2 separate regions of the Gasterosteus aculeatus genome follow, and region 2 is linked to region 1. The links are chromatin contacts, called in public Hi-C maps. All regions are on one chromosome and are shown on one strand. The core of a region is the stretch at or near the end of the contact, and the rest is flanking DNA. Distances in the headings are between cores, read along the strand shown.

Region 1 (7,186 bases), core at 1,411-3,910:
TTTGTTGTAAGTTTGCAGATTCGTTAGTAAGTCCAAATTCAGTGTATCCAGCTCCCGTAGAGAAACGGTCTATGCACTTGACAAAAAGCCATCAACTCATGGATTCTCGGGTGATCTTGAGGATACGCAATTTATTGTTGGAGTACTGACTTTGTTCTGTGTGGAAGACAGTTTTTTGATAAATATTGTATCTGTTCATTTTATTTAAGGTATTTCTTTTGTTTACTAAGAGTGTGATTTTCACTCCAAGGTACTTTGTATTTGTAGTAACAACAGGGGGAAGAAAAACCAGGAGGAGGCCGGAGAGTCAGTGACTTGTGCAGTCAGCAGGTGTTAGTGATCGAACTGCTGTCTGTGAGGAGAAGGTTGACAGGAAAATGCTTGATTTTAATGCAAACCTGAACATTTATGCAAAAGCTTAAACGTGAGCTCTCACTGGGTTAATGTTTGAGACCATGTAAACATAGTTAAATTATGTTGGTAAAAGAATTTCTATTTTCACCAGTTCCACATATTGTCTGACTGTTAACATGTACAAATAAAGTTGGTCAACGTAGATTGATATTATGATTGTCCTCGTCTCTCACACACTGCTTCTCAAAGTGCAGACTTGAGTCGAATCAACATTTGAGGCATTGCACACATTGCTGATTGGAGTAGAAACCAGACATTTGAAAGCTTTTATAAAGAGAACAAAAGAGGATTATATGCGCTAATTTTGATCGAGGACGACGACGAGGTGCCACAAGGTAAAAGACAGGTGTCAGTAATCCAAATATATGCACTTTCAGAGCCTTCTGCTGCAAATCATGAGGTCAATCACAGATTCCCTGACACTAAAATGATGGGATAATAAATCACTGATGAACCAGGTTTGCTTTCTTTGCCGAAAAGGATAAAATACAGCCTGGTCAAATCTAGCATGCACAATTAATGCACATTTAAGGCTGGGACACTTAAATGCGGCTACAAAATGCAACAGGACTTTTTTTTTCTCCAATTCAGGATATTCTGGAGACGACAAATCCCACCTTTTGGGGTGAGGTTCCTGATACGGAATGAATAGATTATATGTGAGCCATCGGTCCAGTTAAGTGGACCTTTGCCGTTTTAAAACGTATTTGTAATAATGATCTGTGTCATAGTATATTCATCAAACTTCTATCTATATCAATAGCAGTATTCAAACTTAACAATGACCTGAATGATTGATTATGACCACAATGTTATAATAATAACGGTACTGAATCCAGTTCCATCCATCCATCGTCAAACCGCTTATCCTGCACAAAGGGTCGCGGGGGGGCTGGAGTCCATCCCAGCCAACTTCAGGCGATAGACAGGGTACATCCTGGATTGGTCGCCAGCCAATCGCAGGGCTACACAGAGACACACAACCATTCACACTCACATTCACACAACTACAGGCAATTTAAAGTCCCCAATTAACCTGATCCCCAGAGCATGTCTTTGGACTGTGGGAGGAAGCCGGAGAACCCAGAGAGAACCCACGCAGACACGGGGAGAACATGCAGACTCCACACAGAAAGGCCACTGGGCGGAATCGAACCCAGGACCTTCTTGCTGTGAGGCAACAGTGCTAACCACCGCGCCGCCCCATTGACAACATATAAGTATAAAAATCATTATTATTAATAAATCAGGATTATTTAGTCTGACCAGAGCAGGTTAGCCGTGCAGACCAAATGTCAACAGTAACTTGTGTGCCGATGCTTTATTGAAACCAGTTCAAAACTAAAAGAAATCACAGCTACATTCAGCCCTTAGAACTGACGTAAATACTGATCTTTTGAGGACAATTTTCAATTAATTTACACAATGTAAATGTATTAAATGGCCTTGATACTTTGATACTTGATGAACTTTTAATTGTAGGTCTGTTGGGGATCGTTTTTGTTTCATATCCATGCTGCAGTTCAGGTGATCTTTTGACCCGGGATTAAACAATGAGGTCTCATGCTCGCTGCAGTTTACAGCTTCTACCAGTAGATGGTAGGAAATGTCAACAATAGAGGATATAAAATCCTGCTTTGTTACAAATTTCCCTTTTGTGTGTCGTTGTATTTGTGAGGAATTGTTGTCACAGTATACTGTACGTCTTTATGACAGTAAAACCAAATCAAGCTTTCTGCACCAAAACCTCTATATGCTGGAACTGTATACAGCTGATCACTGTAAGAACTACAACTTAATGAGGCTCTTTTACCCGCAAGCGAGATTTAAACTTCCTAATGGTGGGAAAAGTCCAACTGGCCAAACAATCCACAGGCAACTTTAAACACATTAAAGAAACATGTTTTAACTGCATACATTGTGTGACTGTAAACATACGTGTCGCTGTTGGAGAAAATAAATTCAGAGCGGTACTTGAAGCAACTGTTGTCCAGCACATCAACAAGGATGTTGTTCCACTGAGTGTGTGTGTGTGTGTCCTTGTCACAACGTGTCAGTCAGTGGGCCGCGTTACATCTTGGTGCAGTGACAGCATCAGTTAGCTGCCCGAGAGACATCAGAGATCATGTTTGCAGTGCCACCAGCAGCAGAGATGGAGGTGGCCGCGGGGTCCGGGACTAGATGCTGTCGGGCGGCTGCGAGCAGGAGAAGTGAAGTGGCATATGTTGTCTGACAGGGAAGCGCCTGGCTGTTGTCGTGCAGAGAGGCGAGACGGACTGGTTGGCCGATCGGAGTGACAGCCGTCCTCAGTATGATGTCGAGCCTGAGATCTGAGCCTCGAATGTGAATGCAGTGTTGTAAAGTGACTGAATCTTCTATCCAAGGGAAGTTAAAAGGTCAGAATCAGGTTCAGCAGATTGAAAACAGATGTAGAATTTGGTTTAGTGCTTGAAGAGTACAATTCTAATTATTGGTTTTGGTTTTAGGTTAATAAACATTATTTAACAGTAAAAGCAAGTACTTTGGGGCGATGGATCAGATTAAAGAGAAAAACTAATGCAGTCAATGTAAAATGAGAGCTGGGTTGCAAAATGATTCCCGGTGTAGAAACTAAAGAAAAAAACAGGAATCTGTTAAAATCCAAAATATTTTGTTTGAGTAGCACACAATCAGATCAAATGCGCCTCAAAAAGGGCTTTACAACACTGAATATGTTTGGATCCATTCGGGCAAGATTATGATCTATATAATGCATCAAATGGCAGACATATTGCATTTACAATTACTTTTATTCCACCATATACCAGCATTGTTGTGCATGTTGTACCGACACATAAGTTAATTTAAATTGTTCCGATCCGTAACATGGATTTCGGGCTCGGTTTTTGATACTGAGGTCCCGCTGTGCCAGTAATGACCAGACAGCAGGCTGAAATACCGAGTTACGCCCCCAGACAGGTGGACACTGGTGATAAGGAGATTTCTCAGCATTCTCAGTAGGTGACTGGAAATGTTATTCTGTGAAGCTCAATTGTTAGACCACGGCATTAAAATGACCCGAGTCAAAAGATGTGATTCCAACATGTACCTGTGTAATTTATACTCCTTTTTGGTGCTTTGAATACAAGCGGCCACTAAATGCAATATTGGACTATTCATTTGCTGTAAGGAGTATTTGAAAATGCCACGTTATTGGTAACTCAAGCTTTAAAAGTGGTGGTTTTCTCGATGCCAATATTTCCTTCCAATTAACTTTGTTTACGCTTTTTCAAACAACTGCAATTGACATTTAAATAGCTTTTATAGTTATCTCCATCAAGAGTTATATACTAAAATTAACAGCCATGAAGTAAAATATAATAGCAAAGGAAATTCATGAGGGCATCATTACTGAACACAGTAAAGATGAAGTGTGACACTCCAGGTAGAGAGAGACGTGCAGGAAGGAGGAGGGATATCCATCAGATTAACACGCAGTAATGTCCTCCTGGTCTGGCTCAGGATCAGTGATTTATCAATGCAAAGCTAATAGCATCAATATGAATCTAACTAAAAATCAATATTTCATTACCTAATTGTTAGTGGGAATGAAGGATGATTGTACGAGACAGCGTTCGAGAGCATCTGGAGTTCACAGAGACATCTGGAGGACAAACTCCATCAGTAACTGCACTGCCAGGTACAACACACTTCCAGAGAGGAGGGAAAAAAGAATCAATGGACGTGGCTTTAAGAAAGGTAAAACACAAAAAACAGAAAGACAAAATCCAGTGATTTGTTGCATATTGCTAATGGGTGTTAAAATGTAAGGTTGTAAAATGGATTTATCAACTAGATTGTTGGCACAACAACACGTACAGTCACACAATCCATAAAAATAGTCCTAAGAGGCTCACGCAAAAAGATGTCAGGGCCAGACGCTCATGCTAGACATCCATCACGTGTTGAAAACAGTCGGTTGGCAAAAGTCAATATCATGGAATTTGGTGGCAACGTTGCATAAAATGAAGTTGAATCTCTGCAGCTACTTTGAAAGTCACATTGATAATCACTAGGGCTGTCATAGATAGTCCAAAGACTAAATCTTACAAGTAATGAGTGATCTTTAGTCATTGTCATTTAATTGTATTTTATGCACAAAAGTTCACACATGCGATCACCTTTGAGGCAGAATTCCACCGGGTGAAACGTGTTGAACCAGCGGCTCGTGCACTTTGCTCTCAACTCTCCATCATTTGACGGCTCAGTCTGAAGTGCCAACTCCCCACATTCAGCCAGGACGTTTTCAGACCGCAGCAGTTCAGGGACAATAGCAGTCCTCTGCAGACCGGGTGCCATGCAGGGTAGATGTTGAGATGGACGTAGCCTGGCAGCAGTGACGTGCGGCGAGGTCAGTATGACGGTAGGCACTGAGTTATGAAAGACAGATTACCTGATCTGTTTAGGCCCGCATGTCAAAACAATAAAAGTTACGCACAAGCGCGGCGCACACGCACAGTTGATAAAAATTTAGAAATTTCCAATCAGGAAGACATATTGTGTACCACACACACACACACACACACACACACACACACAGTCAATGTCCAGCATCAGAACGAAACCATCTTTATCCTTAATTATAATACTTGAGGCAGGACTTATGATAAGGTTTCAATTGTGTCGTGATTGAAGGCAAAGTCCGGCCTGTCGGACCTTATTGCTTAGTTATTGCACAGCGGCGAAAGTCAGTCAGCGACAATGAAAACACACATGCTCAATTGAATATGAAGGCAAATAGCTTCTAGTCGGCATGGATTCAACCGCACTTATCAATTAGATATTAAGCCCAAAATAGTTTCTGACTCACCAATCGGTAGAGCATTTATACATGAAATCCATCTGCTCTTTCTTTGTGAAGACGCCAATCACAGCGTTGTGGAACTCGCCTCAGATCTGTGATATCGGCAGACACCTTTGAATTTCGCAGGGATTTTTAAGTTCACGACGTAGGTGGTGTAGTGACGTCGGCTGCGCAAATGTCCGGTAACATCTAGATTTTAATTGGTCCATGTTTCACACATATTACTGGCATGACATATTTACGTGTAAAGGCACCAGAGTTGTGCTTTTTGCCGTACGTGTTAAAGAATACAGGATGGAAGTGCACATGCGCAACGCGGCCTTTTTCGCTTGTCTGCAATGAACGGACTGTAAATGCGCTCTACCGTTTCTTTTCTATTTGATTATGCCTAACTAACATTCGTCATCGTAACATCTAAACAATTGGAATATCATTGCATATATAAGTAAAAATACAATTACAAGTTTATAAAATATATTTAAGGTAGACAGTGCCCACCGTGCCGCCGTCACTGCTTAACAGCTAGCTTAGCTTAGCAGTGCTTAAAGTCATAATATTTCATCGCATTAATCTCTGCTTGAAATCTTTCAAATTGTCCTACCCTGTCTGTGGCTCTCAGCCTCAAACCTCCCAGTAAGAACCTACATCTGTCAGAATAGTTTCAAAGAGGCTAAATCATTTCTAAACGCAGCTGGGAACTGTAGTTTTCAGTGTTGCCTAAAAAGGAGTGAGTGGATTCTTAATTGGGGACTATTTTCAGGTTTACATGTAGATTATATTTTGGGACTCAAGTAGATATTTTGTTGGAGGATGTGCATGTGAGGTCACTGAAACTACAGTGAATTAATTAGCTTATGTGACTGGTAAGACGTGCGAGTCTCAGCGACCTGAGGTCAGCATAAACGCATGTGGAAATTCATTTAATCTCGCACTTGAACTGTGATGTTGTGTAATTCACCATCTTCCTTTACATTACATTTGTGCTCTCTTCAGCAGTTCTTGCAAAGGAAAGACAATACCAGTTGTTAAAGTCAGAGACAATAGAAAATTGAACAAGCGTGACATTGAGCAAAGCAGAATACTTTTTTTTGCGGCTACAGTTCAGAACGCATATGCCAGAGCTATAAATGAAGACAAGGTTTAATGAGTTGGACAATATCTTTACCAAAAAAACATTTCAATTTGGACACAAATTCACAGAAAGGCCGATGGGGCAGTATTTAAAAACGGCTTACGTCTGCATCTTTGTTAAGAAAACAGCCAAAGCAAATATGTGCCTTTGTTACGTTGGAAGCTCTATTCTAAAAAATGATGACGTTCTGACATTAATTCTCAAACAGATTTGAACAACACAGAAATCCTTCAGTGATTGTCATGTTTTAAAGTTTCATTAAGGAGTGGAGCAAACACAGGAATTTGTTATTTTGCTAGAAAAACAAGTGTACATCTGCATTCAATATACAGCTTCCTGAAAAAACATCTGTGTTTTGGACAATATTAACAAACATTTGAAAGTCCCTCAATGTTCAGTTGACAACACAGAAATGCAAAGGCTGTACTTCATTTTTTCCATTAATAAAAAGCGGAGAAAAAGCAGCTTGAGACAAAATAAAAATCGGTGTTATCCAAGACCTTCAAGGCATCCCAGTCATATAACGTCGTTGTTGTTGTTGTTGTTGTTGTGAAGACAGAGGATATTACCTCAATGTGCCAAAATAAATCACCCGGCCAAAGGTATTATTTGCTATGGCAAAGATCTCATCGCTGGCCAACACTTGTTAATGCTTTTGTAATTTATGAAACGGTCATTTACAGGCTTTGGATTTTGCGGCACAGAGTGGAAAGAGGAGTTTTGGTTTAATTGCTGCGGAGCAAAGTACACGACAAGGCCCGGGGGCTGGAAAGAAGCCAGATCCCTCCTCTGTCGAG
Region 2 (7,186 bases), core at 1,176-3,675, 160 kb after region 1:
TCGCTGCAGTGAGAAAATAAAAAGCTTTTAAAAAAAGATTATCGGTTACAGGCGCAGACTTACCAAACTGATTAAGAATTCTGGAAATATTAGGAGCAATTTGAATGAAACGAGTCAGAATTTGAGTCATTGTTGTTCTCCTTTCTCTCATCATTGCCTCCGAGTGAGAAAACTAAAGTGCATGCGGGAAAGTTCATCGACACCGATGAGTCGTTTTATGCCTTCTACTCCAGTAATAAACAGCTAGTCGGGTACCAGAGGTCATCAAGCTCCATCTACTGACCACATTCTGTATGGCAAATACAAAACCAATGCAAAAGCACTAAACATACCACAGATTGCTATATTGGTGCACAAATAGTTTAGCTGGTTGTCTATTCTGCAGAAACAATTAGGATTCTGTATTTAGGATCAAATTTAACAAAAGATTAGATATTTTACCTTTTTTAAGTGTCTCTTTGAATTAAAAAACCTTTGCTGAAAAAAGTAACAGAAAACATATTTCACAGATTATGCCCCTCTTCTTTAGTATGTATAACTTACATTCAGTAAGTTATTCACATTCTCTTAAGATTCATAAAACCTCACATTTTCTGGCTAATCCATTGCAAGCTTTTTTTTTGTTTTTTATAAATATTCCATAATACTGAAGTCTTAATGTTATCGTTTGTTTGACCACTCCGCCTGCTTTAAGTCAACTCTCATTTAGGCACATTACATATTTACAACACCTACATTTTAGAGCAGCTGGGACCAACAAGGTCGAAGCATTTCCAAGGTTCGCTGGCGCCATCTAGTGATTTCACAAGGCCGATACAATAAAATACATTTTGGGTATTAGCGGAGAGCCTTGATTATGGTACAACCAAAAGAAAAAATGAAATAAAGAATTCTAAAATGTGCTCAGCAAAGTGAGCACCGATTTAAATCTAGCACCGACTGACTTATGCATATTTGATTTAAATGGATAGGATTTAAATGCCAGAATGTTTAGAATATACACAAATGATACAAGTGCTGCATGTAGCACATTTATGTAACCAGAGTATTACATACGAGTATACATATTACATGTGAGTATCCTATGTTTTTGTGAGTATGCAGCTTCACAGGCCTCAATCCTCAGAATAAATACAGTGCAATAAGGCCAAAGGAAATGCAGGGCAATAGCTTACATCGCCTTCCTACTTGTCGGACCTCTTACATGTCCACACAAATATCAAAGCACTGAGGTCGTCTAATCAGATGCTCCTCGATGTGCCTGGATCCAGGTTAAAAACCAGAGGTGACCGAGCCTTTTCAGTGGCTGCTCCAAACCTCTGGAATAGTTTACCTATCCATGTAAGAACAGCTCGGACCATTGCAACGTTCAAGTCCCTGCTTAAGACCCACTATTATTCATTGGCTTTTAATTCAAGTTGAGCTTTGATATTTTGACTTTATTCTTTCTCTACTGTCAGATATTTTGTATTGTGCTCTGTCTGTGTTTTATTGTATCGCTGCTTTTTGAGCTCGTTAAGCACTTTGGTCAACCGAGTTGTTTTTTAAACGTGCTATATAAATATAATTGAACTTGAACTTACATCAAACAATGCCGGTATTACCAAATCTCAATTTTTCAAGGTTTTAATCATTTTGATGATTGAAAAACGAATTCACTCACAAGTGAAGCAGATAACAGAAAATAAGACAGATTGTCCCAGTTGGTTTGAGAGAAGACGTTTTGATCAACATCCGAGCCCCACCATCAATTAATTATTGAAAACTAATCCATCAAAATAAACACCGTCAAACATTTTTAAATTTAAGCTCACGTTTTGTATATCAGCAAGAATTCCCGCTGCTTGGATTGCTTTTTTTTTTTTTTAAATACATGCATCCTGCAAGAGTTATGGAGGTCACCTGACACCATCTAGTGGACATGTGCTGTAAATAAACATGTGAGGCCAAAAGCTCATCCTGCATTTCAACAACTGATTCACCGTCAAATACTAATACCCTTATTAATATTGTAAAAATAATAGACTAATGACAACACCCCAAAAAAATGAGAAAAATCCGTGGCAGCCAAGATTACTTAGCAACTCGCCGCCTGACGCGTAAAGATAGAGACAAACCATCGTTTGTTTAAATGTAGCTCAAACAAAACGATTGATGATATGAGTGCAATGCGATTATCTGAGTAAAAGCTCCATGTGGTAAACATTAGAAACGCGCTTGGATAGTTTACTTTACAGTATCCTCCTTCCTCTCTGGAATATCCGTCCCAACACCTGCTTACTAATCACGCACACCTGTTCATTCACGAGGCCACGATCGACCGGGGCTAATTATCACCTAAAACAAACCGAGACACCACGTCACAAACAGCACCGCAAACCGCGGCCAACACTCAAATAAACACAACCGGGTCCACTGCTCCGAAAACAAGCATGCGCGTGACAGCTGGCACAGCGCGCACGTGGAGCCGCGCGCGCGGCATTTGGCACCAACAGGTTTGCGCAACTTTGTGCGAACGACAGCAGGAAAAAAATGGCTCCTACCATTTGGAATGCGGGTCCAGTTGAGAACGCGGTCCGCACACCTGGATGATGTCCTGCTTGTTCTTGGTTGCAGTCCGAACTCACTTTGGCGGCGGCTGCGGGTTCTCATGATGGGGGGGACAGAGCGCACGAGCGCCCCCTGCCTCCAGGCCCAGGTTTACAAGGCGACGACGATGGCGGCCGGAAATAACATCTGCTCTCGTGTTTCTTGTTTTCTGGCATAAAGGAGCTAAACAGAAGAACTAAATGAAATAGTTCCTCTTGAAACGTCGATCAAATCACGTGATCAAGAAGCCAAATGAGAGGCTCTACTTGTTGTTCATATCCGGTTGGACTGGAGCCTGCTGCTAATGACTGGAGGGCCGGCCGGTATCGGCTGCTTGAACTAAACATTCAGGGCTCATGTTTAGTTCAAGTAGTTGTTAAGCTGCCCTGTTTGATTTAGTATTACCACTTTAATGTCATTATTTCAATGAATATACAAAGTTGTATAGAAAGATTCGCACTATGAATGCTTGACAAAAAATAGATTCTACCACCTACTTCTGTTGGTATATATATATATATATATATATATATATATATATATATATATATATATATAATCTCAAGTGCAGCTATCTCGCCTTGAGATGAACTCCCTAAATTTATATTTCATAAATCATAGTATTTCATAGATATATATTAGTTAGATTGGTGACATGTCTGTTTGCATCGTAAAATATCAGAAGTAAAAAGAGAGTAAAGACAGTTTTTTACAAAAGCAATTAGCCTTTTTTAATCTTACATTGCATTGAAAATTTACATAATAGATTCATACATTTTACAAATACTTTCATCATAAAAATATATTTCTATACAAAACACTTTTTTATTCTATATTTCGTCTTTCTTTTTTTTTCTTCAAATGGTGAATATTTCCAATGTCCCCGGGCAGGAACAGCTTTGAGTCTTTTAAATCACATGGGTCTTATTGCGGTCAGTCAGTAGGAAAAGCTTGTGGCAAAATAGACTGAAGCTTAGAAAAAAATGACTTCTTCTGATGAAGGAGAGCGCTTGAGCAGGTGTGTGCGTATGAGCGTGTATGTGTTTGAAAGACCGTGCATGTGTGTGTGTGTGTGTGTGTGTGTGTGTGTGTGTGTGTGTGTGTGTGTGTGTGTAGGTGATGGGGAGGGTCCAATGGTTTTTGGTAGGCACTGTGTCAGATCCATACCGAAAAAGAAAAAAAAAAAAACAGCAACAATGACAATAACAGCAGCAACAATTAACCTAAACTGTAAAAACAGTGTCACCATAGCGATGAGTTACAGGACAGTTGCAGTCGTGATGAACAAGGACGCCTCAGCTCTCACTGCTTTTAAATCAGGATTGATCCAAAAACAGAGTTTTCTGTCAGCCTGTGTTCACGACAGCAGGGGTTCTAAAAGAAAAGTAGAAGTTCTGACACCCAAACTCATTAAAAATAACTGGCTTTGTTTACATGTGGGGCCCAAACTCAACTAATTCATTTTAAACCAGGCTGTTTACAGCAAGTCTTCTCTGTCTCCTGAAATGGGCTTCAAAGCGGTAACATTGAAACTCATGGTACACGTTCAGGCCAAGCTCTGACATCACCATGTGGGTCTCATGCACGGTTTCACCCAAAATCAAGCGTCCGCTTTTCGCTCGGCAGTGGTGCACCAACGGCAACATGTGCAATAGCGGCCTCCAGCGGCTCACAGCCGCTACATACAGTGAAGCGGTGATTCAGATGCGTAAACAGAATAACTACTAGCCAAGCAACACTGAGCGAAGATTATAAGGCTCTATTTTCATGAAATAAAAATAAGCCCAAGCGAGGGGAAGTATTGAATGTCAACAGCCGCGGTTATGTGTGTGGATTTACTCAACTGTCGAACGGACGGTCCGCTGCTTCAGTGTTTCTGAAATAAATGGCATTGAAGGCCTTCTAGCTTTTGTACACAAGCAAAACACTGTGAAAAATCTACTGCGCAATTCTCAGACATGGCGAAGTGTATTATAAACTTTTTTCAAACAACTAAAGTCAAAGGCTTGAAAATAACATGCGCCAATTAATAATGAGTGTGGATTTTGTAACAAGGGCACATTAAGTCTCATCAGCGAACCGCTAAAACAGAATTAATTTGGACCTCAGACATCTCAGTATTCATCTTTGTGATATCTTTAACACGCAAACTCTTCAACCAAGACTCAGGTGATTTCCAGAGGTTTTGTAAACATATTTTGCAAAAGAAACTAAATAGTCATTTTAGTTCACCAACTAACGCATTGGAAACACCCCAAAATGTGGGATAAAAAAATACAAACATGAAACTGATACACACATTTTCTACATGAGTCGAAACATATTGTACATACATCGTCCACAAACTACATGTTGGGCAGTTAACCAGCCATCACTGCTTTTATAAATAATATATTTATAAGTTTTTTTATATTATGGGTTGACGTGGCCTTCTGAGAAGTCCAGTTGACTCTGGTCATGAAGCAGATCGGACACGTGTAATCAATAAGTTGAATTGCATTGGGGCCTCAAGAGCTTCATTTGTTGCCCTGACAACACCGAATTTGCTTCGATGCCCCAAATCTGTGGAATCATATCGACAGCTGGAAAACTGTTATTCCAGCAGATCAACAAATGGTGTCTGTGTCACAATGGGGGACAACTGTGGAGGAAATGTACAGAAGACAACAGTTCTAGTGACGGGGGGCAAAACCAACGGCCGCTGCACTGCATCTGATGACACGTCAACTCTAAAGGGCACAATTGTCGCCGGCAAACGTTGCATCTCAACAATAATGACAACAATAATACCACCGACACTCAAAGGGAAATACAGTGATAGTGAGAGGAACTCCACGTTACAGAAGGTATTAAAATAAACCAATTCCATGTCAGAAAGGAGAATGTGTTTGACAGCACATGGTTGGATAATCTTTTATTGTGATATTTCTTTTTTTTTAGTTTTTGCTAAAAAACAAACAAACTCTCTGCTATAATCTTTCTCCTCCAGCCGCCTCCCCCTGTGGTAAATATATAGCACAAAAATATAGGTGGTGAATGCTCCCGAATATATATGCAGTAGATTTACAGATCAGAAGATTCTGCAGCAATAACAAAGAAAGGAGAGAAGCACTCGCAGAGTGCAGGATTAACAGTGGAGCTGCGTCCACAGCTGCAGGGCTAAAACCCTGTTTGCCTTTTCTTTGAGCCTGTCAGTGTCCGTCCGTCTGTCCGTTCCTCCCGACGCTCGGCCCGACCGTCTAACAACCTGTTAATCCGGAGCGACGGACAATGCAACAGCCTCAAGGCCCCGCTTGTCTTGAAACGTGTCAACCTCCTTCTGTGTCTGTGGGTCTTTCTGTCTTTACAGACTTTTGTTAGTGTGTGTACCTGTCATCCGCTCTGCCAGTTTCCCTCTAACCTTTCTATCCGTCCCCCCCGTTAGTCTGTCTCTCAGTGGGTAGACAGGTAGTGTTCCTGTAAAATGTGCTTTAGTGCGAGAGCTTTTTTTCTTTGTTAGTCCATCGGAGTCCTCTGTTTCCGTTCAGCGGCTTTCTCATCAGAATCCATTTGAATTCACGGGATCGGGTTCATCTTTCCTCGAGGCCGTATTCCGTTTTATCTGATTCATTATGCAGAGGGAAGGTTGACCTCTCTCGGTTGATTCCAGACCAGACGGGCTCCGATTGGCTGCGTTGGCATTCTAAGATCTCGTCTTCTCTCTCGACGACTCCTTTACTCTTCCTCCAGTTCAGTCAGGGGTCGTCTCTGTCTCCTGTGTCCCCTTCTCTTATCCATTGGATATGAAGGAGCAGTTCAGCCATTACATGAGGCAGTCTCTTCTCATCCGTTCCATTAGTGCTATCTCGCCCTTCCATTCCATTTAGTTTTGCTTTGCTCTAATCCCAGTTCAGTTAGGATTACAGCTCCGTCGCCCGCGCTGCCCTTTATCCTCTGCTTAGGAGCTGGTCTCTTTTCCAAAGCGAGTCTTGCTACTGTCTGCTAGCATTAGCCGTCGTGGAGTCCGCTTTCAAGGAAAAATACGAGAGGCCGGTAAAACGAGCCTCTGGTTGCCCCGGAGACAGGAGGTTGTCCTTGTTTGTTTGCTCGGGTGTCGGGATTCAGAGGCTCCTGTTCACACCCAGTCGGTGCGGTTAACTGATGCTCGGCTGGCGACGGCGTCTTCCACCGTCAATTTTGAACCCACATGTTTAGAAACTGGGTTTTTTTTGTGTGTCAATTTCCCCCCAAACTGTAGCGATTTTACTTCTTTGTTCCTGTGAGTTTTTCGGTACAGATGAAGAGAAAAGTTGGTACAAATTAAATCAACCCAGTTTATCCCCATGACGTACGACAACGGCCAGTGCTGATGACGAGCTCTCTCTCTCCGTCGCGGAGCTGAGAGCGGGTCCTTCTCTCCGGAGCTGTGTCTAAAAAGGAAACACGGTGACATATCACGATAACCGACGAGCAGGTCATGGCTTCATCATTACTTCTGGTTTTCCAGAGACTGAAGGGGGTTAAATAAGAGGTTGAATTGAAATGGCTTTGTCGGATGCAGAATCGAATGATAAACTATCCATGAAGAGCCGAGTCTTGGGGCTATATAGACGCAGTA

The links. Hi-C and Micro-C count contacts between places; a contact is called where the count stands out from the background.
Region 2: a contact with region 1 is called in a Hi-C map of whole body, with 8 times the contacts expected there. The contact joins two enhancer-like sites. A contact is called at or near these places in 4 of 6 Hi-C or Micro-C datasets (skeletal muscle, tail fin and whole body).

The regions. Positions count from the first base shown.
Region 1 is chr10:7,735,476-7,742,661 of fGasAcu3.hap1.1, forward strand. It overlaps LOC120826718 (zinc finger protein 516), which reads left to right. Exons shown (of 5, transcript XM_040189222.2): 5 at 1-558. Among protein-coding and RNA genes, the nearest start is that of LOC120826718, 18 kb to the left of the region's middle. Within about 2 kb of position 2,661, at least 1 of the 9 cell types and tissues checked has open chromatin away from gene starts, as enhancers often do.
Region 2 is chr10:7,898,261-7,905,446 of fGasAcu3.hap1.1, forward strand. LOC120826256 (CUB and sushi domain-containing protein 3-like) reads right to left here. Exons shown (of 72, transcript XM_078081429.1): 72 at 3,295-7,186. Among protein-coding and RNA genes, the nearest start is that of LOC120826446, 87 kb to the left of the region's middle. Within about 2 kb of position 2,426, at least 1 of the 9 cell types and tissues checked has open chromatin away from gene starts, as enhancers often do.